Linked DNA regions of Mus musculus: region 2 is linked to region 1. A link is a contact called in public HiChIP or PLAC-seq data. All regions are on one chromosome and are shown on one strand. The core of a region is the stretch at or near the end of the contact, and the rest is flanking DNA. Distances in the headings are between cores, read along the strand shown. Region 1 overlaps Tns3 (tensin 3). Region 2 overlaps Pkd1l1 (polycystic kidney disease protein 1-like 1).

Region 1 (6,481 bases), core at 2,708-5,207:
TGTAATTAAACCCAATTGAGATGTATTAATTTGTAAAAAACTAAACAAAAAACCCAAATATTCTGTATTAAAATTCTGCTTCACAGATAGCCCAAATGATAAACTCGTGATTGTGAAATTTGTTCAAGACACTTCGAAGTTCTGGTACAAGGCAGACATCTCAAGAGAACAAGGTAGGCGGGGTTAAGGGACCTCTTACAATGTTGGTCGTATTTGGTCTCTGGGTCCTTCTGTCAGGGATCTCCTTGTATTAGCTGTGGCGCAGATAAATACACCTTTTTCATAGGACTCTGGAGAACATTCTACAACCTTCACAGTCTTACAGGGAAAACTCAGTCCCCCTGAGGGTTTGGGCCAGAAGTGGTTTCAAGCCACAAGCATCCATCCCAGCGTGTGGCCTGTGAACACTGGCAGTTTCACTAGCCTGGCAGCCCACCACTGCTTTGAGGATGAGACACTGCTCAGGTCTCTACTAAGGACTCCTTGAGGTCCTAGGTTCCAGAGTACTGCAGAAAGAGGCCATGGAGAGCTAATGCTCTAGGAGAATCTCAGGCTTGGTGGCTGCAGACATGAAAGGGCATGGAGTGTTTGGAGCTCTCCCCATTAGGAGCTTCCTGTAGCCTGCATGAATCTACCCCACATTGGCCACCTGGTTGAAGTCCCTAAGGAGCTCATGGGGCCGTTCATTCATAGCATCATCTCTCAGAAAGGCTAGTTTTCTCCCTGAGGTTCTGCCATTAGATTTTAAAGCTAACAGGAACTGTGAGACTCTAGTTCTTCCCAGGAGCTCAAGGAAGCTGTTGTCATTTTAAATGGAAGAGAAGCATGGGTGGGGTGAGGTGGGGGATGAACACAACCACGGCCTGAAAAGCCTTTCATTTCCCTCAGGCACCTTTGTGAAAGCTGCTTAGTGAGTCCAAGCCTCCCCCAAAACACACAGAGCAACCTTATGTGGCCAGTGTCCCGAATTCTTCTGTCTCTGGTCTCCCTGCTTAGCTGCACAGGTGAAAAGATGGCATTTTCCTTACTCCACGTTCATCTGCCAAGCAGGGTCCCAACTGGCCCAGGCTGTAGGAGCAGCTGGGAGAAGGGGCTGCTCTGGATGTATAGAGAAAAGGAGTCCTGGGCGTGGGACGCTCCCCACGCATATCAGCACCAGTTTCTTACTGCTGAAAAGAGATGGGGAAGTGCCCATGTGCAGAAGAGAGAGGATGTCGGTGCTTTGTAACAGTCTGCTTTCAGGCAGCCGAGCCATCCCTGGAACCATTGCCAATCAAGAGAACGTTACTCTTCAATTGTCATTGATGCATTGAGCGTCAGCTCAGCCTTGAGTGTGATTTTTCAGAGGTGGAGCCATCCCAGGCTCTGGGTGGGCAGTGACCTTTGTCCCCTGCAGTCATCCATGCCTTTCCTTCCCCTAGCCATTGCCATGCTGAAGGACAAAGCCCCCGGGTCATTCATCGTGAGGGACAGTCACTCCTTCCGAGGGGCCTACGGCCTGGCCATGAAGGTGGCCACACCTCCTCCGTCTGTCCTGCACCTCAACAAGAAAGGTAAGCGTCCATAGACGGGGGTTGTCTGTTGTTTACAGTGGCTGATATCGGCAACTGTTCCCACTGCTTCTCTTTATTTAGTGTTTGCTTTCTAAGGTTACTTCCTTAAGTAGCTGTCCATCCATGTATACCTTTTATCTTCATTTTTTTTAACCCGTCTTTTCCATACTTTTAAACTTGCAATGTGAACACTAATATAGTACATAGAATATGTACTATCTTATGAATCAAAAATTTTAAGACTCACTGAACACCTCAGGTCACGAGGAGTGTGCAGTAGTCGCCCTGTGCAGGATGCCCTTCGTATTTATCTTATCAGGAGATAATGTTCACTGTGGGTCATGGTTTTAAGAGGTTCAGCTCATTTGGTTGGCTCTGGTACCAGGCCTGTGATAGAGAAATCATCATAGGCTGCTTGTGCATGAGGGAGTATGTGTTCTCCCTCTGCCTGCAACGTGAAGGGGAGAGGCTGGGGAGAGAGCGAGGTTTCGTCACCCTCCTAAGGGCATGCACTAAGTGACCCTACTCCAGCCCTCCTTACATCCTCACTGATCACCAGAGCATCTCTCTGGGAGCTGAGCCTCTGCCGCATGGATCAGTGAGAGACGTTGCCTTAGCTAGAGAGAGGAATCCGAATCAGCATGGCTGTGGTACCTGTCTGTCCCATCCCATGCCTGGGTCTGAGATGAGCCATCCTAACTCTTGTGTGAAATCTGTCTGAAAGCTTCCTGGAGCAAACATGGTACACGGTGTACTGAGGTTGTAAGATGTGGTTGCAAGTGGGCCAGCCTCAGGCACAGGTGGCTGACCTGCTTCAGGAATGTGCTTGCCTTGCAAGGCTAGGAAGTGTGGTTGGGAGGCACCTGGGACTCAGGCAGAGCACAGCTCCCAAACCTGGGGGTGCTGACAGGGCTTCTGTGAGGGAGTGGGAGAGTAAGTGACATCACATAGAACGTCTAGGATTCCCGCCTAAGAAGCTCAACAGAACCTTACTGCGGGGACGTATGGCCTTTATCATGAAGCACTCACTCAGACCTGGCTGCTGAGGACTACCAGGTCTGACTTAGGAACATCAGTTAGTGACATATCAGGAAAAGACTTCTAATGTCTGGGAATGTATCCTTCCTTGGGCAGCCTTCAGACTAAGTCTGAGAATAAACGAACAAAATAGAGGCTATGTGAATAGCAGATGTCAGAAAACCCAGCATGGTGGTCTCCACTGGCTGAAATACAGTCTCGACTCTGTGTGTATACCTAGGCCTGGGTTTGACATTTGTATTTCCCAGTCCAACGATAGATTTGAGCGAAGAGTTTACCAAATGAGTGAAGAGCCAGTTAGTCACTGAGCCACCTCCAGTCAATTTGAGATGAGACAGCTGTGGTCATTCTAGACTCTGTGTTCCAAAACACCCTTGGCAGCAGGATCTTCACGGGGCCATTTTCCACAAGTAGAATCCAGACCTTCAGTGGGTTTTCTCATTAGGCTGGAAGCCCCACACCTTCTCTTCCCACAGAGGAAGTGTCATATTTTGTTCCCTCTGTTTTATGTGTCAGACTTTCATGGAATCCCTGCAGGTTTGACTGCCCCTAGGAAATGCTAACATGTACTGCCGCTAATGTGTGGTGTTGATCAGCATCATTGGAGCCTAATGCAGCTCAGGATCTCTCATCATAAATGGCCCCAAACAGATATGGCGACGGTTTCTGATTATTTTCAGATTTCAAAATATTTGTACACTAATAATGAGGTATCTTGGGAATGAGGCTTAAGTCTTTTTTAAAAATTATTTCTTTATTATTTTATTTGTGTGATATTTTTCCTTGTATATCTGACTGCATAAATTTGTACATGTCTAGTATGCATGGAGGCCTGAAGAGGGTGTCAGATACCCTGAAAATGGAGTTACAGACAGTTGTGAGCTGTCATGTGGCTGCTGGGAATACAACCTGGGAGACCCAAGTCCTAAGATTAAATTCATTTACATCTCCTATAGAATTCATATACATTCCATATATTTTGAAAGTAATGTTATGCAATATTTTCCATTATTTCGTTCATGAAACAAAGTTTCGTGGTGTGGAATCTTCCATTTATGGCCTCATACTGGGGCTCAAAATTTGCCAGGTTTTATTCAGCTTATACAGACTAGAGTCTGGCAACCTCTCCCGAATCGCAAATTTAGTAGGTCTTGCTTTATATCAATTATACTGAGAGGCTAGGTCTCAGAGTGCTAAAGACAGCAATTAAGGAGAGAGATGCAGTACACAGGGTGTCTACTGACTTTAGCAGCTTGGGGCAGTGACTTCTTTTCTCCTGGTTCAGTTTGTACTTTTCCATTCAGTTGCTTCTTCTCTTTCGGTTCAGCAGCTGGCTTGAACACAAGTGTCCTGTTTACTAGCAGTTTGGTAGAATGCTGCCCCTACATAGCAGACTGCTTGTTGCTGCAGGCGTTTCTGTACCCAGCTGGCGGTTCCACCTCACCCAGAGGGCTGGCATCCTTCCAGCTCTGTACTGAAGTCTTTTCTGCCGGAGCCTCGGTGGCCTTTCCTCTCTTGGAGGAATGCAGCTGGTGCTCCAAGGCCAGGGTCTTTCTAAGCTGCCAGTTCATCCCGTCTCTGGGAGTTTCTGGAGTTCCGCCTGAGGGTGTCTGTCTCTCAGGGACTCTTAAGTCTTACTATCCACCTGCCTTGTGGCCCCGCCCACTGACCATCCCAGGAGTGGTTCTGGGAGTGGCCCAGTAGTGCAGTGGTTTAATCCTAGTTAGAGGGAGCCTTCTTAAGTGTAGCCCTTAGATTTGATATCTGCAGGAGGCAGATATAAAAGCTTGTCTGTCTGTCTGTCTGTCTGTCTTCTATATAGTTCTCTCTCTTTTTTCTCTACCCTCGATCCCTACTTTGATTCTCTTACATTTTAAATTTAAAACAATAAATTTTTATTCTTCCCGCAGCTGGAGATTTGTCCAATGAACTTGTCCGGCATTTCCTGATTGAGTGTACCCCAAAGGGAGTGCGGTTGAAAGGGTGCTCAAATGAACCATATTTTGGTGAGTTACTTGAGAAGCTCTTTTGAATTTCTAGAGCATAGATTCCCTCCTTCAGGTGGCTTGAGATTCGAGGGACTCTGTACCACAATGGGTTTCTCTCCTTTCAGCCCCAGGGTGTCAGGCTGCCACGTGAGGTCTTTAAGATAAGCTGAAGGGGCAGTTGTTCTTTAGAAGCCTTGTCAAAAACCAAATAAACGGAAGGGATCCTCCGAGAGCTAGAATAAGACAAGGTGAAGGTCAGCAGCTGGGTCCCAGCAGGGTTGGAGCGCAGTGTGTCCCCATGCCTCAGGCACAAGGAGGAGGAGCACAGTGCTGCCACCAGAGCTCCCCCTTCTTTGTGAATTGAGAGCCTTCTGGATAGACCGGGGCAGCCTTGTTTCCTACTCGTAAGAAGCGCCCCGGCACTTCGCACTTATAAAGGCCATATGCTTGGCATACACTACAGGTCCCTCCATCACCCTCTTCATTGGCTTGGGCCTTGTCATTCTTGGAGCTTTGAGTCACATCCCACAGTGGTATAAAGGCATGCGTTTTTGGAATTTTGGTCTCAACTGATTCTTTGGTTAAGCACAGAGCAAGTGAAGAGATTGGTGACATTCATTTACTCTTATCCACTTTATAGGGAGCCTGACGGCTTTGGTGTGCCAGCATTCCATTACGCCCTTGGCTTTACCCTGCAAGCTGCTCATTCCGGAGAGAGGTATGTGGAGGAGTTCTCAGTGCTATCTGGCTGCGTGTACGATCTTCTGTACCGCTGATAGCATGCTGTACCCAGGACCCACCTTACAAAATAAACTAAGGTTCTTTTTTTATGACATATACTCTTAAACCCCAAAGAAAACTAGTGGCCACCTGAATTGAGAAAGAAGAATGCCCTGCTGCTGATAATAGCTTTCAGACATTGCCCATCGTGGCCTGTATGGAAGGTGTCCAGAAAACAAAGACTGCTCAGCTTAAAGATGTAAAACACTTGGGGTCTGGAGAGATGGTTCAGTGGTTAAAAGCACTGACTGCTTTCCCAGAGGTCCTGAGTTCAATTCCCAGCACTTACATTAGGCAGCTTACGACCATGTAAAACTGTAGTTGTAGAAGATCTAGTCTCCTTGGGCACCAGACATGTAAAACGTGTACATACATAAGTAGTTATTTTATATACAAACATGTGTGTGTATGAAAAAATATATTTTCTCAGACTAATTTTAAGGTCACTTGCATTATAGATTCACAGTCCTACAAAATGAGAATGATGTTGCTATGGTTAAATTTAGGTCATGAATGAACAAGTCTCTCTACTTTTATATTTGTTAGAAAATACCCACAATAATTTTTTTAAAAATTAATATCCAGGGTGTATAGGGGCCTTACTGTGTGTCCCAGCTTTCCTGTAGGTAAATGTTATTTTATTTATCTTTTAAATTTTGATCACTTATGTAAATGAATTCAGAGACTTGGAACATGTTTTAGGGGCATACCACCTCCATCTGTGTTCAGAATGGGTTACAGTCTCTGTGGGCTGCATGATTGCCTCGCAAGAGAAAGCTCTGTCACCGTCTGGGAATTCTGTCATCAGATTTTCTTTGCCATGTGGACTACTGTGTCAGGAGCTCATGTCTCGTCTCACTCCTTCCTGCAGATCCACTGGAGGAAATAGCAGAAAACTCTCCCCAGACAGCAGCCAACTCTGCAGCCGAGCTGCTGAAGCAGGGAGCAGGTCAGTGGCCGCAGCTTTGGTTTTGTATCTCTGCATCTCCGAGTCACTGGGCGGAACCGAACTCCATGATAGAACTTCCCTTTGGACAGTCATTTCCTGCTTTTCTGGGGACTGTGAAGGAAGTTTCCTTTTATAGCTGCTTGGCACAGCTGGGTGGGGTGCAGCTGTGAGGA
Region 2 (6,708 bases), core at 3,593-6,092, 510 kb before region 1:
GATGTGGAAATTGTTTAATATATACACATAGGGAAAATATGCTTAATGTATTTAAAAAGCTAGCTAGCAAAGGAACTAAAGTATTTTAAAAGAAGTAATGAAATTATTACTGTGTAGAGAATTCTCAGAAGGGAAAGAAATCATTTAAAGAAAAATTTAAAGAGAGAAACCCTGTGCCATAATTCATGTTTACCAGCTACACCATTTAAGTGTATGCTCTAGATTTCAGAATTTAAAGGGATAAAAATGAGGAATATCAGGGTGTGTGTGTGTGTGTGTGTGTGTGTGTGTGTGTGTGTGTGTGCATAGGCACACACATGTGCATGCTTAAAACAAGTAGATTAAGATTTCTCCTGTGTCTTCTCTTGTTTCAGGCACAGTCGTGGTGCATTGTTTTTCATCCATTTCTTCATACAATGTGTCCTTTATTTCTCAGACCCAAGTGGCCAGCGGCCAGGCCTGGTGTGGTGTGACTGTTGGGTATAAGATGCAATGTACGTCTCTGTTTTAATTCTAGATGTAGTTCTACCCCCTCAGTGGTCTATTGCTGAGGCCTCTGCTGTCACCTCAGCCTGAGACCCAGTCCACTGGCCCACAGTTTGTTCTGGGACTTTCTTGGAAACCATAAGCTCTGAGGCTCCCAGTAGAGTGTGGGAGATAGAGGACTCTCATAAAGTCATCTGTAGTCCCCATCTGACCCCTTCCCCCTTTATCTCATGCTTTCCAAGCACAATTCTCAAAACAGCTGACCATGTTGCCTTGTGAGCCATTACTGGAGACCCTTGGACTTGGGCTGTCCCTTCTGTTTGGGCCCTGAAGATTCCCCTTTCCCCCCTGGATTTGGTCTACACTCACCTCCACAGGCTCATTCATTCTCACTGCCATGCCTTGCTTATGAGGCGGCGGCGGCGGCGGCGGTGGTGGTGGTGGGTCCTCTGATTGGCTTCCAGCCATTTATGCTGATGGACCTCCTCTTCCATCTTTTTGTCACAGCCGTGTCTGTCTATACCAATGGAACTGTGTTTGCTGCTAACACAAACATCACATTTGTGGCTATTACCGAGGAAACTATACCCCTGGAGTTCGCTTGGTATTTCGGAGAGAACCCACCAGTGATGACAACTTCCAGAAGCATTAGAAGAAGGCTGAGCGTCCCTCAGTGGTCTGTCAATATTGTCTTCAGTGTCGATGCAGCCAACACTCAGGATTAAGATTACCCTGTCACTATCACAAGAATTTTAATGGTGTTTACATTATGCCCAGCCCCAAAGCACTTTTATAAATTGAGCTTAACCATAAGCTATAAGAGAGGCTCAGCTCCCCACAGTTTGCACCAAGTAACAGGGTGATTTCACCTCAGCCCTCAGTGTAACCCAGAAAATGCTTCCTCTAAAGTAGGGCTCACTTCATTTAGAGATGTGAAATAACTAATGAGATAGGGAATTTAAAATGAATTCCCCCCACTTCAGATTTGATATTGCCCAGTCGGATAATGCCCACAGCTCAAGCTCCTAGCTCTGTCTATCTGCGGAAGTGATGTGGAGATTCTCCCAGCCTTGTGTTCTCATCTTGCCATGTACCCCATCCTCAGGTACCGTGTGAAGGTCAAGGCCACCAGCAGGATCGGCAGTGTGGTCTCTGAACCCCACCTCATCAGGGTGCAGAAGAGAATCATGGCCAATCGACTTGTGTCCACTGCCTCAGCCCTGGTAAATGCCAATGTGTCCTTTGAGTGCAGGCTCAACTTTGGCACTGATGTAGCCTACCTTTGGAACTTTGGAGATGACACCATTGAGTTGGGCAGCAGCTCCTCCAGCCATGTCTACAGCAGGTGAGCAGTAAGGGACAGGTGACAGCTGATTGCAGGTGTACACGTGGCTGCCTTCTGAAGGATCGATACTTAAAACCCCACAGTCAATCTTGCAGATGACAAATGTTGACTGGAAAGAAGGCAGGCTGAGCTAGGGCTCTGGGGGAGCCTGAAGGTCCAGGGAAAGGAAGCAAATAGAGGCCTTCAGTCAAGGGATTCTGTCAGCAAAGAGGGTATGGGATGCAGAGACACAACCCCCATTCATGGCTTTATAGACTTCAGAACCATACTTGCATATTCTCATGTGACCGGAAAGGAAATGTCCAGCAGGAGATTCTTAGAGAAAAAGTGGGGAGGGGGAACCAACATAGACCCCCAAAAAAGGATGTCAGTGGCAGAGATTTTCAGTGGCAGGCAGTATGCTTGGGAGAGGGAGAGGGAGAGGAGATAGACAGGCATGTAGATGAAACTGTAAGGCTCTGAGGTCACACTATAATGGGTCTCTGGTCTGAAGGTACCTTTGATTCAACCCACTCTTTACCTGGAGAAGGCATTATGAAGATAGTTGTGTGTCATTTAACAACCAGAGGTTCTCTGACACAGTATTATTTGTTGGTTTGGTTAATGTGCAAACCTCCCTTAGATGCCATGAACCAGGTACTTACATGGTACCTGATGCAATCAAGAAAGGATGTAAATATTAGATAGGTAAAGACTACCAGCTAATGCTGTTTTATAGGATGCATTTCTTTTTGTAAGTAAGTGTACATTCTCTGAAAAATATAGTTCATAAATATATAAGGCAACAGCATAGCCATTTTTATCATCATCCATGTACTGCCCATTCTTGCTTGTTCTGGCAATGTGGGAATTGAGTTCACTGCAGTATCACCACAAACACAAAAGAAATTACTTTCTGTTTATATTATGACAGCTATTGTGGTGGTTTGAATATGCTTGGCCCAGGAAGTGGCACTATTTGGAGGTGTGGCCTTGTAGTAGTCCTTGTTGAAGGAAGTGTGTCATTGTAGGGGTAGGCTTTGAGAGACCTTCCTCCTAGCTGCCTGGAAGCCAGTCTGCTCCAGGCTTCCTTTGTATGAAGATGTAGAACTCTCAGCTCCTCCAGCGCCATGCCTGCTTAGATGCTACCGTGTTCCCAACTTGATGATAATGGACTGGACCTCTGAAACCTCTAGAGTCAGACTTCCACAATTCAAATCACCCTTAGCAGCACCCTTCCATATTCCCACTAGGATGTCCCATTAAGCCCCACTTAAAGCATTCCACTGCTTTCCAAATCCAAAGTCCCCAAATCCATATTCTTCCAAAGAAAAGCATGGTTAGGCCTATCATTGCAATAACCCAGTCCCTGGTAACAATTTCTGTCTTAGGGTTTTTCTGCTGTGAACAGACACCATGACCAAGGCAACTCTTATTACAAGACAATTGGGGCTGGCTTACAGGTTCAGAGGCTCAGTCCATTATCAAGGTGGAAGCATGGCAGCATCTAGGTAGACATAGCACTGGAGGAGCTCAGACTTCTACATCTTCATACAAAGGAAGCCTAGAGCAGACAGGCTTCTAGGCAGCTAAGAGGAAGGTCTCTCAAAGCCCATCCACAGAGTGACACACTTACTCCAACAAGGCCACATCTACTCCAACAGTCACACTTCCAAATAGTGCCACTTCCTGGGTCAAGCATAGCCAAACCACCACGGCTATGGTATCACTAAGAAATACAAAACATTCTGCCTTATTTTAATCCCAGGAACCCTTGTCATGTCATATGCAATACTTCATTGACTGTGGCATCATTGTCCAGAACCTAGCTAGATTAGAAAGATAAGTTGTATCTGATTGCCTTTGTCCAAAATCATTGTCTCAGAAGGTTTTCTTTAATGCAAAAGCACACGTGCAAATGATACTCAAGGTTGGGAGTATGGGGACGTCCGAGAAGCAGGCCAGTTGTTCTTAGCGGAGTCTCTGGCTAGGGAGGATCCTAGGTCTTAAGTGGATCAAGTCCTTCCAATGAGTGTCCAGTTTTCATAGCTGCCAGAGATAAGCATGGTCAAGGCCAAGCCTCAGACTAGCATGGCGCTGCTGCAGAGGAATATTCTTGAATAAGTGTGCAGAAGAGTGTTAGTTACTGTTCTGTCGCTGTTATAGAATACCACAAGCAAAAGCAACTTCAGGAACAGTACACTTGGGTGAGGGGTCCTGAGGCTATAAAGAGGGATTGAGAACCGATGTACAACAACCTCAATCTCTTTATTCTCTGCTTTCTACCCTTCCAGGGAGGGAGAGTTTACAGTTGAAGTCCTTGCCTTCAATAATGTCAGCTCCACTACCCTAAGAAAGCAGCTTTTCATCGTGCGGGAGCCTTGCCAACCACCCCCAGTGAAGAACATGGGGCCTGCGAAGGTGCAGGTAGGGCTGGGCTTAAGGACTCATCATCCTGCCTACCTCGCTCTAGGCTGCTTCCAAGTTGCTGAGCTCGCTGGGGAATGAAGGAAGCTTGTTAAGTTTGTTCTGCTGCGCTCAGCACAAAAGAGTCACTGTGAGGGCTTTGGAGCTGGTTCCTGAGCAGGGAAAGCCTGCACCGGGACGGAAGCCTGGTTTCTGGTGGCTGAATACGTCTTTTATTTGCCTATATGACTCTTGACGCTCAGCTCAGCTTGCTTTGAGTAGCCTTTTTTTTTTTTTTTTTTTTTTTTTGGTTATGCATAGAATGATAGCATTTTCAGTAAAAAGAAAAATTTGACACCACAATTAAAAGAAATGACCAATTATATGCTGAGTATTAACGACAGAGTAGGAAAAAGAAGGCTGCCTTTGATTTCTTGCAGTCCTTTGAGGACTTTGATTTCAGACAGTTTTACTTTCAGGTCAAAGGTGTCCAGTCCAGCCTGACACTTGGGAAGGCGAACTCAAAGCTGAGCGTTTGCCAGAATGCTATCTCTAATGGATCAGCTGCCAGCCCTGGGTACTTCAGGTCCCAGCAGCCCCAGAGGGCAGTAGATTTCAAAGCGGGTATGGGATTGCCCTGGGCAGGCCTTCCAAGTGTCCATGTCCCCTGAGGCAAGAGCTCTGCAGCTCTAGAGGCCAGCATTCCATGGTGTCAGGCTCTTCTGTGCTCTCTGTGTGAGGGATGGACCAAAACTCAAGGGATTCAGGGAAAGGCTACAGCTTGCAGGGCTCTGACTGGAAGTCTCACTCTGATGGAAAGATGATGTTGTTCCTTTGTTTGATTTTGTTTTGCTTTAAAGAATATTTTCTTAATGTTGTTATCTTATTTAATTTATTTTTATTTTATTTTATTTTTAAGTATTTTTATTGGATATTTTATTTATTTACATTTCAAATGTTATCCCCTTTCCCGGTTTCCCCCCATTTCTATGAGGGGGCTCCCCCACACACCCACTCCTGCCTCCCCACCCTGGCATTCTCCTACAACGGGGTATCAAGACTTCACAGGACCAGGGGCCCCTCCTCCCATTGATGCCCAACAAGGCCACCCTCTGCTACATATCCATCGTCTATTTTATTTTATTTTATTTTATTTTATTTTATTTTATTTTATTTTATTTGAGGTTTGGTATCACAATGTAGCCCAGATTGTCTTTAAATTCAATGTACTACCCAAGCTATCCCAGAACTCTCAGTTTTCCTGCCTTGGCCTCTTGCACAGTGGAACTACAGACTCCTATTCCTGCACCTGTATCTATTGTTTGCTTTAATTTATACTTACTTTCAATGGACACACAGAGGCAAACACAGTATAAATAATAAGAGAACTTAATTTTTAATCTGTAAAACACTTTCATTTGAGCTTTTCTGTAAGAGAAGGAAAACAATATTGATGACTCCATTTGTATTTTATATTTTCCGTGTTTTCTAAGAGTATAAAAATGGAATTGTGTGAAATCCAGACAGCAAGAGATAAGTGTATTTATTTTATTTTTTATTGACTTAAAAATGGATTTACCTTTATTTTAAAATCACGTGTGTGTGGATATGAGTGCATGAGTGCAGGTGCTTGCCCAGACCAGCAGAGGGCGCCATGTGCCTTGGCGCTGGAGTTGCAGAAGGCTGTGAGCCTCCCAACATGGGTCCTGGAAAGAAGACTTAGTCTCCAGCCCCCACTTCCCTGCCCCTGCAAGAGGAGGAAACACTGTCATCCACCTAGTCCTTTCTCCAGCGCCCTGCTATGGTTTTTTATGTGTGGAGTTGTTATGCGCCTTTTTAATATATATGTCTTTCACAACATTTGAGTAATTGTTATAGCATGACCACTGGCTTTTTGACTACATGATTTTTAACAGTGGCATATATTGGATTATGTGTACAAATTCTACACCATTTCTCAAGTTCCTCACAACCGAACTTTGATTGTTCCTAATTTTCTATTACGACAAATAGCATGTGGCAATCTGTGACTATCTCTTTAGCCTGCAGTGCTCTATGCATACCTCTTTCTCCGTATCCTTGGCGTCTCCATGTCACCGAGCTGAGTGACAGAATGTCTTTCCTGGAAACTTCACTTTTGCTTGCCAAGTTCTACTGTGCACCCATTCAGAGCCAACTCCCACCCCAGTGGAAATTGTATGGCTTAATTCATATTATCATTTATATATATGAAGTCTGAAATCTGAGAATATTACAAATTTCCATTTACTGTGTTAGTCCAGTGGCTTTGTTGCAAGTCCTATAATGAAATCATGTTCAGAGTAGAACAATGAAAAGAACTGACAATCGTTTAAATGGTACCACCTACAGAATACAAAAGGTAAGTTTCCCAGCTATAAGGCTATAAATTCTTTCTCCTGTTTTTCTAACTTTTCCAGTCTTTATATCATCTGTGTTTTCTTTATAAGAAACTATATTTCAACTAAAATTTA

What was found. HiChIP or PLAC-seq counts read pairs in DNA pulled down with a chosen protein or histone mark.
Region 2: a contact with region 1 is called in an H3K27ac HiChIP or PLAC-seq map of stem cell-derived neural progenitor cells, with 5 times the contacts expected there. The contact joins two enhancer-like sites. A contact is called at or near these places in 16 of 484 Hi-C or Micro-C datasets (B cells, ECoMG myeloid progenitors, Sertoli cells and 7 more), 6 of 115 datasets of contacts at active chromatin or transcription factors (astrocytes, bone marrow-derived dendritic cells, cardiomyocytes and 3 more) and 1 of 9 other capture datasets (embryonic stem cells).

The regions. Positions count from the first base shown.
Region 1 is chr11:8,443,762-8,450,242 of GRCm38.p6, reverse strand. Tns3 (tensin 3) reads left to right here. Exons shown (of 31, transcript NM_001083587.1): 23 at 87-173; 24 at 1,422-1,553; 25 at 4,502-4,597; 26 at 5,220-5,297; 27 at 6,231-6,308. Among named protein-coding and RNA genes, the nearest start is that of Tns3, 220 kb to the left of the region's middle. Within about 2 kb of position 3,957, at least 120 of the 459 cell types and tissues checked have an H3K27ac peak or open chromatin away from gene starts, as enhancers often do. A contact at or near this core is called in neural progenitor cells and stem cell-derived neural progenitor cells, where this site is marked.
Region 2 is chr11:8,956,380-8,963,087 of GRCm38.p6, reverse strand. Pkd1l1 (polycystic kidney disease protein 1-like 1) reads left to right here. Exons shown (of 52, transcript XM_017314870.1): 5 at 375-494; 6 at 994-1,162; 7 at 1,592-1,831; 8 at 4,105-4,237. Among named protein-coding and RNA genes, the nearest start is that of Pkd1l1, 15 kb to the left of the region's middle. Within about 2 kb of position 4,842, at least 45 of the 459 cell types and tissues checked have an H3K27ac peak or open chromatin away from gene starts, as enhancers often do. A contact at or near this core is called in neural progenitor cells and stem cell-derived neural progenitor cells, where this site is marked.